Regions from separate parts of the Triticum aestivum genome. Here region 1 is linked to region 2. The links are chromatin contacts, called in public Hi-C maps. All regions are on one chromosome and are shown on one strand. Each heading gives the region's core, a stretch centred on a gene start, on an enhancer-like site or on the middle of the called end of the contact. The rest is flanking DNA. Distances are from core to core; before and after follow the strand shown.

Region 1 (7,484 bases), core at 4,267-6,766, 450 kb after region 2:
TTGTGTGACTAATGGTGCGTTCATCTCCATTAATATTATTAACCTTATAAACATAACAAATGATTTGTTCCTTTCTAAAATGGACATTTATAGTGTCAATTAGTCTGTACATTGGTGTTTTACGATCAATTAGCACGTAACCAGTTTCTCAGGTCTACAGGAACATTGCAGACAATTTCTACCAAAAGCATAGTTTCACTGTTGCTCCAACCAAACAACTTTCAGCTTTTTCACAGTTCTTAACTCACGGCTGATTTCCCACAGTTAAGATCTCACAACAACTTTTTTGAAATCCACAGCTCAACCGAAGACCACCTTAGAAAATAGTATACACACTTTTGATATGAAAACAATTTACACATGACTACAAACTACTCCCTCTGTTTCTAAATATTTGTCTTTTTAGAGATTTCAAATGGACTGCCACATACGGATGTATATAGACATATTTTAGAGTGTAGATTCACTCATTTTGCTTCGTATGTAGTCACTTGTTAAAATCTTTAGAAAGACAAATATTTAGGAATGGAGTGAGTATCTTTTAGCGGCAGAAGTACGGGTTGCTCATGGTTGATTAGTCATATGATGTTTATTCTGAGAAAAAGAAGTCCTATCCTACGATGTAATGTGTACTTAGAAACACTCGAAGAGGTGAAAGCCTTATTGATCTGCTGCTACCGTTGTCCGCTGTCGCATGATCACCACATATAGTTGCACACACGAACTATATCCAGTACTGTTTTAGTACTACTAGAATCCTCAATGCATAGTGCATGGTACGGCTTCGGAGCCAACATTCAGGTAGTGGCCCCTGTCTGCATGGGCTAGCATTTCCTTCCTACTCTCTCCGTTTCTAAATATTTGTCTTTCTAGAGATTTCAACAAGTGACTATATACGAAGCAGAATGAGTGAATCTATACTCTAAAATATGTCTACATACATCCGTATATGATAGTCCATTTAAAATGTCTAGAAAGACAAATATTTAGAAACGGAGGGAGTACATGTGTGTGGGCTCACCGTGTTCCAGAGTGACCGTTCCACTACAAGCTTGTATATCTCCTTGCATGCTGCAGCTACTGTGCTTGTCTAAGTGGGTTTATATGTAACAGGATTCCGCCATCTTGCATTCATATGTGATACATTGACCTTTGAATATCATTCACATGTGTTGCATTTACCTTCTAATAATATTATAAGAGAACTTCAGGATATCCGTATTTAGCATGAACTGGGGATACCAATTGGTGTTTCCTCGAACAGACTGTACACACTACACGTCCGCATCATATATCATGTTGGCTCTATGATCATGCAAAGCAATATGACAATGAATATGTATGTCATGAAAAAGAAACGGTGGAAGTTGCATGGCAATATATCTCGGATGGCTATGAAAATATCATAGTAGGTAGGTATGATGGCTGTTTTGAGGAAGATATTAGGAGGTTTATGTGTGAAAGAGCGTATCATATCACGATGTTTGGATGCACCAGTGAAGTTTGCACCAACACTAGCAGTGAGAAAGGGCATTGCACGGTATCGAAGAGGCTAGCAAATTGCGGAAAGATAGAAGTGCGTATAATCCATGGACTCACATTAGTCATAAAGAACTCACATACTTATTGTGAAAGCCTATTAGCCCTCGAAGCAAAGTACTACTCGCATGCCCCTAGGGAGGAGGCCTGTAGGAGTTGACCATTGCGTACCCCCGATTATAACAGCACAAAGGATTTCAATCAGACCTAAGAATGCTCGGACTTCCCCGTCATGCCATAACAAACACTTAGATGAGCAATTAATAACAAGCTTTAATACCTATATTTCTACTAACCAATGATCATGAACCTATACCCTTTCATATTATGACATCAATATTGTTAAACCATACATTTCATATTTAGTGATCTACATGAAAGATTTTATTATATCCCCCTTCAATACTTTATCATATCAGGACTAATTTCATAACCTGTACCTATTCCATTACTATATTTTAGACTCTCAAAAGATTTAAGTGAAGCATAAGAGTGCAAGTATTTCTTTTAAATATAATCACCGTCGTGCTCTAAAAGATATAAGTGAAGCACTAGAGAAACTGCCTAGCTCAAAAGATATAAGTGAAGCACATTGGTATTCTAACAAATCACGAATAAATGTGTGTCCCTCTCAAAAGGTGTGTGCAACAAATGCTGATTGTGGAAAACTAAAAAGCAAACAAAGCAAAATCTAATATGGCACAAGACGCTCAAAGCAAAACTCATATCATGTGATGAATAAAAATAGAGCTCCAAGTAGTACACCGATGGATTATAGACGAAAGAGGGGATGCCATTTGGGGCATCCCAAGCTTAGATGCTTGGGTCTTCCTTGAATATTACCTGGGGGTGCCTTGGGCATCCCCAAGCTTAGGGTATTGCCGCTTCTTATTCCTTCATCTATCGTAATCTCACCCAAAACTTGAAAACTTTAGTACACAAAACTCAACAGAAACCTAAGTATACAGAGCTAAATCATGAGGTTTCTGTTGAAAAGCCAAAAACAAGCAAAAAGATAGGAACTGGCACTGGGTAGTGGGTTAATAGGTTAGTTCCAAAAAATGATATAAAATAGCATATAAAGCATCCAAGATTGTTAATATAATAAATACATTGGAGATGTATCAGTTCCTAAGTATAAAGAACCAAATCATAGACTGGCCAGACACAAAGGTAATCGCCGCTTTTAAGAACAACATCCCGCGACAAAAGGCTCGCTCGAGAGCTCGGGCAAGAGAGATCCCGAACAATGGCGGTCGTCACCCATTTAATGACTAGATTATGCACGGGGGAGGATAACTAGATTACCCGCAACAATCGACTTCGGCGCATCACTCGCCCTATTACACCCAACACAAGTAACGCCGACGAGGAGACAGTAAATGTCGCGACTGCAAATCAACGCAGAAGCAATAAACAAAAGCCTACTCAAATGGACAGAGAGGGTCCCTCCACGTTGGATCGGATATTGGATAGGCCATGCGCCATCCATAGTACCCTTGACAAGTCGACTACTCATTCTAATAGAAATTGCTAGGTGATCAAGCAGGCCGGCACGATAGTTGTCGAGCATCAGAATGGAGACCGAGGCCATAATAACAATAGAGGTCACTCCAGAGCAAGCATCATCGGCCAAAAAGGTTTCCTTCCGAGGTGAAGGATGTCAACATGCTATATCCTACTCACACTCAAAGGGGGCAAGTGCGGGTCACCCGCAGCCGCGTATCCAATCTGCCTCATCAAAGCAGAAGGTCGGATTTTCCGATCACACACGAACTATAATATGCCCGGAACAACCCTGTTACGTGGAGCAGGCCACATTAATACTTGATGCCATCGTGGATGGTTTTCCACTTAAACCGTGTGTTGATGGACCGCGGAAGCAGTTTTAACTTGCTCTATGCAGACAACATTAGAGAAATGCATATCAACCCTGCAAGGATAATACCAAGTGAAATGGTGATAAAAGGCTTCAGGCTAAGGGTTTGGACCCAAAGCATCGGAAACATCACACTCGAGGTTGTATTTGGCATTCCTAAAAACTTTCAAGATAGCGCCCTTTCACAACCATCACCAAACACTCCTAGCCTGCTTTTGGTTGTTTCCACGCCCCCCCCCCCCCCCCGCAATATGGTAATCTAAACTTCAGATGGATGGACGTAATGGTATAATCACATTACATGGAAACAAGTCATTTTCACCTTTAAAGGAACAACAATCCACGACCTTAGTGACCGAGGTACAGGAAGCTGAGGAACAAGTAATCAAAGACGCGACAGGTAACAGGGCCATGTCAGGCAACCCTAGGAGCGCAACGTGCCTTGTCAACTCGGAGAACACCCAGGCGCACACCAGCGGCGCCCCTCAATAGGGGTATGCGCTCCGTTGTCCCCATAGCATGACCGAGGACTATGTTCCTCGGATGCACAACTTCGTGTTGAAAATACCATCGGGGATCACAGAGCACGTGCAAGACTAGAGAATGGGAGTGGTTCAGATCAACCGATGACTCATTCATAAATACATTGCCTTAGAAAATAACCCGGTTCAACCGGGGGCTGGGCAAGCAACCTCTAGCTCCCTTGGGATACATCTTCACCGAAGAACTTCCTTTCGAGACGTTTTCCGACCACGTGCTTTCGAGCAAAAACGGCTCAATCGAACGGATAAAGATGAAACCCTCTTCTGGCTTAGACGGAATAATAGGGAGGGGCATACATAAAGAGGCATAAAAAGAACGGTGATAAACGTCGGCTTTGTTGTCTGGACCTCGACCCCACCTTCTCATTGCTCATTTGTTATGTTTCTTGTGGCTGAATCTCTTTCATTCGGATTATATGGTTCGATCATCATTATGCATACAAATTTTTGGGGGGTGGGGGTGGGGGATTTGGGCCTCTCTTTTTTCCCTCTTTCTTTCGGTCCGAGCATAGCTACTAAGACATTACAATCCTTTTTTGGTATTAACAGAAATTAAAAAGGAGGTCCTACTTCGAATTCGACCCCTCACTATATCCGAGGTACTCCCTCTGCCCGAAAATACTTGTCATCAAAATGGATAAAAGGGGATGTATCTAGAAGTTCTAGATACATCCCTTCTAGATACATCCCCTTTTATCCATTTTGATGACAAGTATTTTCGGACGGAGGGAGTATCTTAGGATGCTCTTGGCCGCCAAGTTATCAGTATTTTTGCATTATATGCATTGATTTCGAGCTGTGTCATCTTTGGTCAAATGGGCCCTAGCGACACACGCTGCCGTCACACGACCCCCTGCTCGTGGATGAGCCGCCCCAGGATGCCATAGCCCCCCCTCCACGTCGGATCCATGCAGGCTTTGCCTAGCGAAGGCCATGTGACAACTCAGAGGGAATGGAAAACAGGGGAGGGAGGCCTAGCGCGCGGGCTAGGATGCGCCGCCTCCTAAGCCGCCCTGGGAGGAAAACACGGGGGCTCGGAAAAAAAAGTCTTCACTTCTCTTTTGTTGCAATTTTGATGTTGAACTTGACCACCTCGACTAGGTTGCAAACATAATTTTCATCAACTAGTTAATATTATTTCTCACTGCTTAAGAACAAATTGTTATCACAACAATCTTTGAATTCTAATCACCTCTCATTCTTTAAACCAAATTCGGTGTCTCGCGAACAAACCTGTGGTTGGATGGTTAGAAGGACAGTGATATCTCGTGCGCACCAGAGTTCAAGTTTCAAACCTACATTGGTGCTCGTATTTTCCTGGATTTATTCCAGGCCTTCCGGCGATATGTGTTCATAGAAATGAGCGTATGTGCGTATGTATGAGCGTCTGTGTCACCGTGTTTAAAAAAATAATTCAAATTCGGTCTCCAAATCAGACGTGACATATTGCATCGGATAATTTGGTTTGTCACTTGTTTGACTTTGTGCCACCGTTGGCATCGTGCCTTTGCACCCACTATGAGCGTCAGTGTGTGACGACTTTTCATAGCGGTGCACCGAGTGTAGGCTACGCTTCCGCCGACCCACACGCGGGGCAGAGTGTCCGCAGACAGGAACACGCGCGCCTGCGCTGCCAGCCACCGCAATGGCGATGCCGCCGAAGCCCGGCGAGCCGCCCAAGCCCTCGCCGGGGCGCAGCCCCAGCCTCAACCCCAACCCCAGCCCCTGCCCGCTCCCGCCCATTCCCGGCGGCCCCCAGCCGGGCCAGCCCCCCGCGGCGGCGGCGCCGCCGCGGTCCCACCACCGCCGCGCCAGATCTGAGATGCCCTTCCGCTTCCCGGACGCCGACGGCGGGGGCTTCGACGAGATCGGCTCCGAGGACGACCTCTTCTCCACGTTCATGGACATGGACAAGATCGCCGGCTCCGGCCGCGACCGCGCCGCGGAGACGTCCTCCTCGCCGCCGCGCCCCACCAAGCACCGCCACAGCGCGTCCTTCGACGGGTTCGCCATGGGCTGCGGCGGGCCCGGGAGGCAGGATGGCGGCGGCGGGGTCGGAGGGGTGTTCGCCGACGTGCTGGAGGCTAAGAAGGCCATGTCCTCCGAGCAGCTGTCTGAGCTCGCCTCCGTCGACCCTAAGCGTGCCAAGAGGTGACCCGTCGCATCCTGAGGCTCCCTTGGATTTTTAGTTGGTGGTTGGTCGGTAGGATGCTAGGGTTACAAGTAGCTCTTACTTTTGATAAACAATTGACGGAGCGCCGGGAAGGACTAGCAAGAATTGTGGTCTAGGTAGGCGTGACTCGGAGTGATTCTGCAAGCAAAGATATGTGCCAGAAAAAGGGCACGTCCTAGTAGACTATTACGCAATCAAATCACGGCACATTTTTGGTGTTAGTGGTCTTGAATCCGGATAGTGACAGGCAGATCCTAGGACAGGATTTGCTGGCCAGCTTAATTAGGCATCACAGGGCTTCCTTCTGACGTTTCTCGCTTAATTAGGTATCACAGGACAAGCACCCATAGAAGTGGTTCAAATGCTAATTTTATTGTTCTTTAAGTTGCTGTCATTGTTCGAAAAGCGGCTCGGGCATTTAATTCCTAAATAAGCGAAGGGCATGGGATGAAAGGGGCGGGAGATGGCAACGAATGCCGCATGTCGCCTTCTTATGGTATTTTCTCTCCATTGGCTATGGCTTCTTTGTTATCATTTTCTATGGGTCTCCAACTTATTCAATAAAGCTTGTGTGGCATATCTTTGAATTTATAGTTCTTGTGTTTTGGATTAACCATTTCCTACTCTCACTTATATTATACATCAGTTAGTTTTCTCTCTTGATCTTTTTACAGTGATCTATCTATGCAATACCTAGTCATGTGTATTTGTGATATAGGGTTTTCCCTGTAGCAGTTGGTTACATTGTTTCCACGTCGCCGTGTAAATATTTTGTTTTTAAAACAAGTTTCTGTAATATAGGGTGATATTTGATGTAATAGTGTTATATAATTATTTGATGTGTTTTATTTCGTATGTTATTATCTTAGCCCAAAAGTCTTTTTAGCGCCATGTAGTTATTTAATAAGCTCTTAAATACACAAAGCACGTGGAGTGAAAGAGTCCGGAGATGGCGGTTTGTTGCATGTTGCTTAGGTCTGCACTCTTTTATGGTGTCGCCCCATTTTCAAGGCCTTTTTTTATTTCACCCGCTAATGATCTGCAAGATGTTCAATGAAGTTACTGACTTACTGTGATCGACTTTTTAATTTGTTCTTTATTTTGGAATAACTAGCTGCAATTTAAACATATCCCTGTTTCGTGTACATTAAACAGCATTGCATGTAATTTTTTTCGAGCAAATGTTTGTACTGCAATCAAGTTATATAAATACCTATATTTCTCGTGTAGGTTTCATTGACACAGCTTTCTAGTATCAGGCGATCTTGATTGCAATAGATAATACTGGTTATGAACTACTCCCTCCGTCCCATAATATAAGATGTTTTTGCAAGTTGTTTTAGCTTGCAAA
Region 2 (7,179 bases), core at 1,665-4,164:
GCAGGAATTGCCCAATGCACCTTTATTCGTCAGTCTTCACAGTATATGTGCAACATTGAAGTGCACTAATCCAACCATGGTTATGTTTCATTCGGCTATAAGAAATGCTGGGTATGAAATATCAGGTAGCCATGCGGATCCGCTAGCTCTGAAAACAGATGCGCCAATGTCTGTAATTTGGGACATCATGCGATGTTGGGTATGATAGAAATCTCAGATTTTTTTGGTTAATCAGACACAGCAGACTGTTTTTCATAAATTGGCTTCCTGTGCCTGCAGGTCAAGCTTCACCCGGTAAAATCTCAACCTGAGAACCTTCCAGGTAGCAGGATACTTTCCCAAGAGCCACAATTGCAGGTATAGATCATAAAACATAGCTTTGTATCATTTTATGAACAATGCATGAGAAGTAAAATGTTTCTATGCAAAAATGAGTTACATATGCTTGCAAATTTTTGCTTATTATAAGCTTGAGTTTTTTACTTCATGGTGTTGTGATCAGACATCAGAAGCTTGTGTTTATTTGTTGTATTAATCTGACAGAACTATGTGAAGCTAACCATGAGTGACTTGGACACAGTATTAATATTCCACTCTTGTTAAGCTTGAGCTGAGCGAAGGGCTCTTCTCATTAACGGCGCTCCGTTTCCCGAATGTTTTAATCGTTGTCTGAATGTTATGTTTATATGAAAGCAAGCCATTCCTTGTACCATTTGGTGTTTGGTTTTATGTATCTCTGTTATTCCTGACGGGTTGGCCTCATGATTTTCTGAGCAACATGATCCAGACTAGCACTAGTCAAGCTCTCTGCTGGGATTTCAATTGGTACAAGTAACCAGAAGTGATCAAGTTTTACTGGGTCCTAGCTCTCTCGTGGTAGAACCCTGTCTATTTTGCTGGTTTTAAATGTCTCTGGATACTTTGGTCAAAATTATAGAAACCTGGCTGAAATCCCCGAAACCATCCGTAGAGACACCTCAAATTATTGTGCACAGAGACCTAATACTGACCTGATGTTGCGTTAACTGGAAGCATACAAACTGTTGTATTTTTGTCTTGGTTTAGATGGATCGTTTGTTGCTCAGTTTTGCACACCAGTCACAATTTAGCCACCACTTTGTTCATTTCATATATTGAGGTAGGTGTTTTCCCTTTGTCGACATATATCTCCTGAATTTCCGTGTAGTGATTATTCGGGAGATATGCTTATTTGCGGACAGAGGTTATACAAACTAAGCCATTATATAATTCAACCTCTCATACTTCTGAAACCTCTGTTGCTCCATTCAGTATTCTAGTTGATTTCATTGATTACTTTTCCTATATCTAATTTGTGTCCCTTTATTTTTACTGGTTTGACAACTACCAGGCATCGTTCTCTCAAGCAACCGGGGGTTTAGTTGCACGGAAGAGCCCGAGATTTCTACCTAATCCTGAAAAACACTGGGGTCCTAAGATGAAGGCCGGTAGACCACTGAAGATACTTCCCATTGACAAATTGTAATTTCTTTTTGCCATCGACACACTTGAAGCCAGACATTCTTTTTATTCTGAAATTGAACATATAGAAAGTTCTGAAAACTATAATCTACAGCCGTGCCCATGCCTGCTCCCCTGTGCGACAAGTTTCTGCTGATCCTAGAATGTGAACCTTAACCACCTCGCTGAACCAGAGGCCCATGAAGAGGTTGGTCGAATGGGCATGATCCATCACAATAACTAATAATGCCTACTCTGTAAGTATGACATTGTTCTTGGGTCTCCTTCGAGCTCATCCTGCTGAGTTTTCCTGTCAAGTGAATGAATGGCCAGCCATCTATGCCGCACAGTAGTGAGAGCACAAATAGGGTATATGATGCAAGGAAACACCGTGGCAAAGAGGAGGAAGTAGCAAATGTAAAATACGAGCGGTGTTGGTTAATTCACGAAAAGGTTAATGCTCTCACCATTGTCCACTCTCCAAATGCTCCCTTTGTTTCCTTTTACTCTGCATATAAGTTTTCTCTCAAGTCAAAATTACAGGAAAAAATATCAACATTCATCATATCAAATAAATGTAATGCATCATGAAATTATTTTTTATATTGTATATATTTAATATTATGGATGTTGATATTTTTAAGTATAAATTTGATCAAACTTTATGAAGTTTGTATTCCTACAAATAAGCTTTGCTAGGCGAAGGAAGAGCCCTTCTTTGGTTTAGTGCTCGGCAACTATCCATTTGCCCGAGGAATTTGAGCACACAAGGAATCAGGTGATTCCAAACAAGCGCCACACTTGCTTAGCAAGCATTGCCAAGTTAAAAGAGTGAATATCTCGATACCTTCGCCCACAAAAAAAAATCTCAAGACCTCATACCAGATTTATTGTTGGGAAAGCATAACTTTTATCACGCCCACCAATGTATTTTCTTGCCATGCCCGTTGTCTCTCACTATAAGTTGTGTCGTCAGATATAGCTTTGCAGACCTCTTTCAGCCAAAAAGAAAAAAAATGAAACATGGGCAAAAGGTTTTTCCGCGTTTCATTAATTGAGAAGAAGCTTTAAAAGTTAGAACACACGCCCGAGGGCACCAAAATGGCCTTAAAAGAACTACTCTCGTGTCATCATGATTGCGTTGAAATGTTTCGCGCCGGCGATGGCCCAATGAGCAGCCTCTCGGCGGATTTTGGCGAGGATAGGCATCGGTGGAGCGTACACATTCTGGAACACCCTTGCCTTCCTCTTGTTGCAGATTTTCCATGTAAAAAAGAGGGATGCCAATGCTTTGCACGGGTGTCCATGGATGTGAATGACGTCATTCCACCAATCTTTGACAGCGTGGAATGGTTTGGGCCTCATGGCCGAAGAGGCTAGATACGATTTTAGGCCCATGAGATGGACTGGGCCCATTCACCTTCCTCCCTTGTCTCTGAATAGGCCCATCAGAACGCACAGGAAGCACTTTAACAAGTCTTCTCCTTCCTCTCGCCCAATTTCCTCACCTGCCCCCGAGAAGAGAGAGAGAGAAAAGCAACGAGACGCGAATCAACGGCGGCGATGGCTCTCCCGGCGTCCAGCTCCACCCTCTCCCGCTTCCTCTCCTCCCGCCGCATCCAGCCCACGGACGTCACCGCCCTCGCCACCTGGGGCATCTTCGCCGGCAGCGCCGCCATCTACCTCGTCCAGGTCCGTGTTAAAACCGTCAATTAGCGATTACGCCTTCGATTGCACCCACCGTCCGCCACTTTTGAGCCTTGCTTCATCTCGCATCCGCCGCTCGATCCGTGGGTAGTTTGTCATATCGGTGTTAGGGTTTGGTTTCTCCAGATCCGATCTTGCCATGCCTGTGTAGCTGCTTGTTGTTGGCCTAGATCTGCGGCGTGCTGGGTCGGTCTTCGGGCCCGGCGATCTGAGCTGCGATGGTGTGATCTGGGAGGGATTATCTGAAGTTTATTACGTGGTCAAAATTGTTGTTTGGATCTTAATAGTGCTCCGTTGGGATTGTATACGGTGAAGGAGAAGACCGAAGTGATTATGTGATGGCAACAGATTTATTCTGGCGAACCCCTGTTTGTCAAGGTGCCTTGGTGATAGGAACGTGCTGCAATAAATAGTTCAAGGCAAATGCTGAAGTAGCTATGGCCCTATCTACATCATGCTAACATGATAGTATTTGACAAGCAAGTTTAGCACAGGGCACACTTCTACTCCCTCCGCCCTGAATTACTTGTCACAGAAATGGATGTATCTAGAACTAAAAATATGTCTAACATACATCCATTTCTGCGACGAGTAATTCCGGACGGTGGGAGTACTGGTTAGAACACTTATGCAGTGTAACAGAACCTGGATGCAAAGTACAGTTCCGGTTTTGCAAAATTTTGATAGGTAATAGTATATAGTTTTAATTGTTCAATCTTGGTGACATGAATTAACTTTCACTTCCTCCTGATAGTTTCTGCCGAGGCAGCTTGATTTCTTTGCCTTTAGCTTCACATAACTAAGATGTGCATTCTGCCTAATAGCTCCTGGAAGGTCTCAAACATGATCAATGTAGATCCTCTCTAAAAAGGCACTTCTGTTGAATATGTTTTCTGGCGTATTCCATTATTTCTGACTGTTATGCATGAAAATTTGGAGCATGTATGTGTAATTTTTTTAATACTGTCATGTATGCTTACACTGCTATGAACTTAGTATCTACTCCCTCCGTTCCGAATTACTTGTCTTGGATTTGTCTAGATACGGATGTATCTAGACTTATTTTAGTGCTAGATACCTCCGTATCTAGACAAATCTAAGACAAGTAATTCGGAACGGAGGGAGTAGTTCTGTACATACTGTTTATTAGGTTTTACGGGCTATGTTGCCGGCTTTAAAGTCAAATGTTAGGAATTTCTTTTGGTTGAAACTGGTACCTACTGCCTTGTGATGCGATGGAACTTTATTTCCTCTACTCTGACAAAAATCTAAGGATCCATTCTGCCATAGTCAACATTCAGTGGTTGAGGCAATTTCTATGACTTGGCCTAGCTACTTTACATAGTGAGTGAGTCTGCCTGTCTGGTACAAAAATTCTTCCTCGCATCTTTTGTCCCCTGTGATGTCTGGTCTTTGCTGTATTGGTGAAAACCTGGAACTAAAATCATGATGAAGATCCATGGTGTGCCTATGCTGTTTGTGTTAACTCTATTTAACCGATTCCATTAGTTGCTTGATCAATTCCAAGTACCGTCGCACCTTGCATCTTTATTTGCCCTCCTCAAAGTCATAATTATTGTTGCTAACCTGTTTTTCGTCTGAATTTTCTTGTCATGGTCATCTCGCTATTAGTTTCAGTTTGTCAGTCTCTACGATACTGAAGATCCTTTTGATTTTGTTTGCAGCCATTTGACTGGATCAAGAAAACCTTCTTCGAGAAGCCCGAGCCTGAGGCATAAGTGTCTATGGGGGTGCACGGCTACAGCTTTTGATGCGTACATTTTCAGGATGATTCTCTGAGTTTGGACAACCCAGCCAATAATATACAAGACCCTCGTGATCCCTTGTTTGATTTTCCATCCAGATGTAGGTTTCCTCTTGCGTTGCATGTAACCCTCACCATGGGAGGGGAATGATCATGTAAATTTATTTTCCGTCACAGAGGAAAGAAACTGTGCTTTTGTTTATTTCTCTTGCTATGGTCACCAAAGAGTGAGCTTTGGCTCGCTCAGCCGTGGTATTTTGTGTCGAGCCTGGTGTCCCTTGTTGAACTAACTAACTCATCGCGAAAGAAGAAGCCCATGAGATTTACCTCCGCCGTAGGTAGCCTTAACAAGATTCTAACAAGCTTGAGATCGAAATCACTTGTAGAACTCGACAAAGATCATAACGCCGTGTTCTCGCCTTAAAAGGAAAAAGGTTTTGAGAACGATGTGTACCAAATCGCAGCACACTTCTCCGGTGGTAGTCTGCACTCTTCAGCCAGAAAACCGCACCTTTGTAGTCTCAGTTACAACAACAAAGACGGAGACGGGTAACGCACCGACTCGAACCACATTTGTTGTGCACAGTCATATTCCCAACAACTCTGCCGCCCCAAGATGTTGTATTCATCAAGGAAAATCCGCCTGCCCATGGTTTCGATCGATACTGACCGTCCACGTACGCCCCCCATTGCTAGATCCACACACACGCAAAGGCGCCCGGTGCCGGCCGGAAGCCCCTCCCTCACGCGCACCATACATGCATGCAATGCACGGCACGCTCTACGTCTTTCTCCTCGGATGAGCATGAGAATGAGCGTGACAGCGTCCGAAAAAGGTGTGGCTTTCCCCGTCAGCGCGCGCGAGCACGGACACGGCCACAAACACACACCAGAAGCAAAAGGCGGGAGGCTTGGAAGCGTTCCAACCCCCACACGAGGAGGCCGCCACGTACCTCGCCCTCCCCCTTCCTCTCTCTCACTCCACTGCTTCTCCCTCGTCCTCTCCCTCCCAACCCCCGGTCAAATCCATCCGCCCTTGCCACTCAACCCACGCTCGCCTTTTCCGCTCAGACGCCACCCTCCTCTCTTCCCGAGATCATCGATTCGTCCATCGACCCTCCTCCGCGCGCGGCTCGATCGTGTTCGATCGTCGTGTGCAGCAGTTGGCCGGGGAAGGGGATCGGATCACCGAGCGAGGTGATCGAGATGGGAGGGAGATCGTCGCCGGCGGGGTGGGGGCGACGTGCGCCGCCGCCGCCGCTTCTTCTTCTTCTCGTGTCGGTGCTGGCGCTCGCGACGGTGGTGGAGGGGAGGTTCGTGGTGGAGAAGAACAGCCTGCGGGTGACGTCACCGGCGGGGCTGCGGGGCGTGTACGAGTGCGCCATCGGCAACTTCGGGATGCCGCAGTACGGGGGCACCATGCACGGCGTCGTCGTCTACCCCAAGGCCAACACCAAGGCCTGCAAGCCCTTCGCCGACTTCGGCCTCTCCTTCAACCCCAAGGCCGGCGGCCTCCCCGTCTTCCTCCTCGTCGACCGCGGAGGTTTCTTTTCTTCTCCTTCTTCATTCCACTTCCACTTCCACTTCCACTCTGGGAGGTCAGATCCATCCCGTAATTTATTTAACCGCCGGTGCGCGTGCGTTTCCACACGAATGGTTTAATACACCCACTTTCTCATTCTCCCTAGCTCATAGTAGATGTTTAAAATCCACACGTTTTAAAATGGGAACCCGGCACTAGGATATGGACCTTGGAGAATATGGTTATCTATGGCTTCTGTTCATAGTATATATATGAAAAATGGATTCAGTCTTGGTCATGTTCTTGGAGTGAATTAATTTCGTCAGCGAGAGATGTGGCGCGGCGCGGCACGGCTCCCGCATATATAAGAAGCTATCTATATATGACATGCTAAAGGAATAGGTTTCAGATGGTTAGTTGCTACCCTCTTTTCCTTCTGTTGGACATTTTGGTGTATGTAGTTTGGTCCTACGTACTTTCTTAACTAAATAGCACATGTTTTACTCATGTTCTTTGAGTGCACAGGTACGTACCTGCATTGTTGCATAACTGTGTTCAGTTAGGTGCTTAGCGCATCTTGCGTTATATAAATCAGATACTCAGCACATCTTTGCCGTGTGTTGGATGGGGTCTCTTACCACTCTTGGGTTGTTAACACCTTTATCACTCTACTTGCAATAAATAAGAAATTCACTTAGTTTTGTCG

Evidence for each region. Hi-C and Micro-C count contacts between places; a contact is called where the count stands out from the background.
Region 1: a Hi-C map of leaf shows a contact between it and region 2, with 6 times the contacts expected there. The contact joins the promoter of LOC123043686 here to the promoter of LOC123043682 in region 2. A contact is called at or near these places in 2 of 5 Hi-C or Micro-C datasets (both in leaf).

Annotation. Positions count from the first base shown.
Region 1 is chr2B:97,603,811-97,611,294 of IWGSC CS RefSeq v2.1, forward strand. It overlaps LOC123043686 (transcription factor RF2b), which reads left to right and starts at 5,517. Exons shown (of 4, transcript XM_044466209.1): 1 at 5,517-6,111. The coding sequence starts at 5,606.
Region 2 is chr2B:97,153,186-97,160,364 of IWGSC CS RefSeq v2.1, forward strand. It overlaps LOC123043682 (cytochrome b-c1 complex subunit 10, mitochondrial), which reads left to right and starts at 2,915. Exons shown (of 2, transcript XM_044466206.1): 1 at 2,915-3,171; 2 at 4,872-5,153. The coding sequence starts at 3,043. The coding sequence ends at 4,925. LOC123043681 (probable tRNA (guanine(26)-N(2))-dimethyltransferase 1) reads left to right here. Exons shown (of 14, transcript XR_006419487.1): 12 at 5-199; 13 at 280-357; 14 at 1,370-1,584. It also overlaps the pseudogene LOC123043683.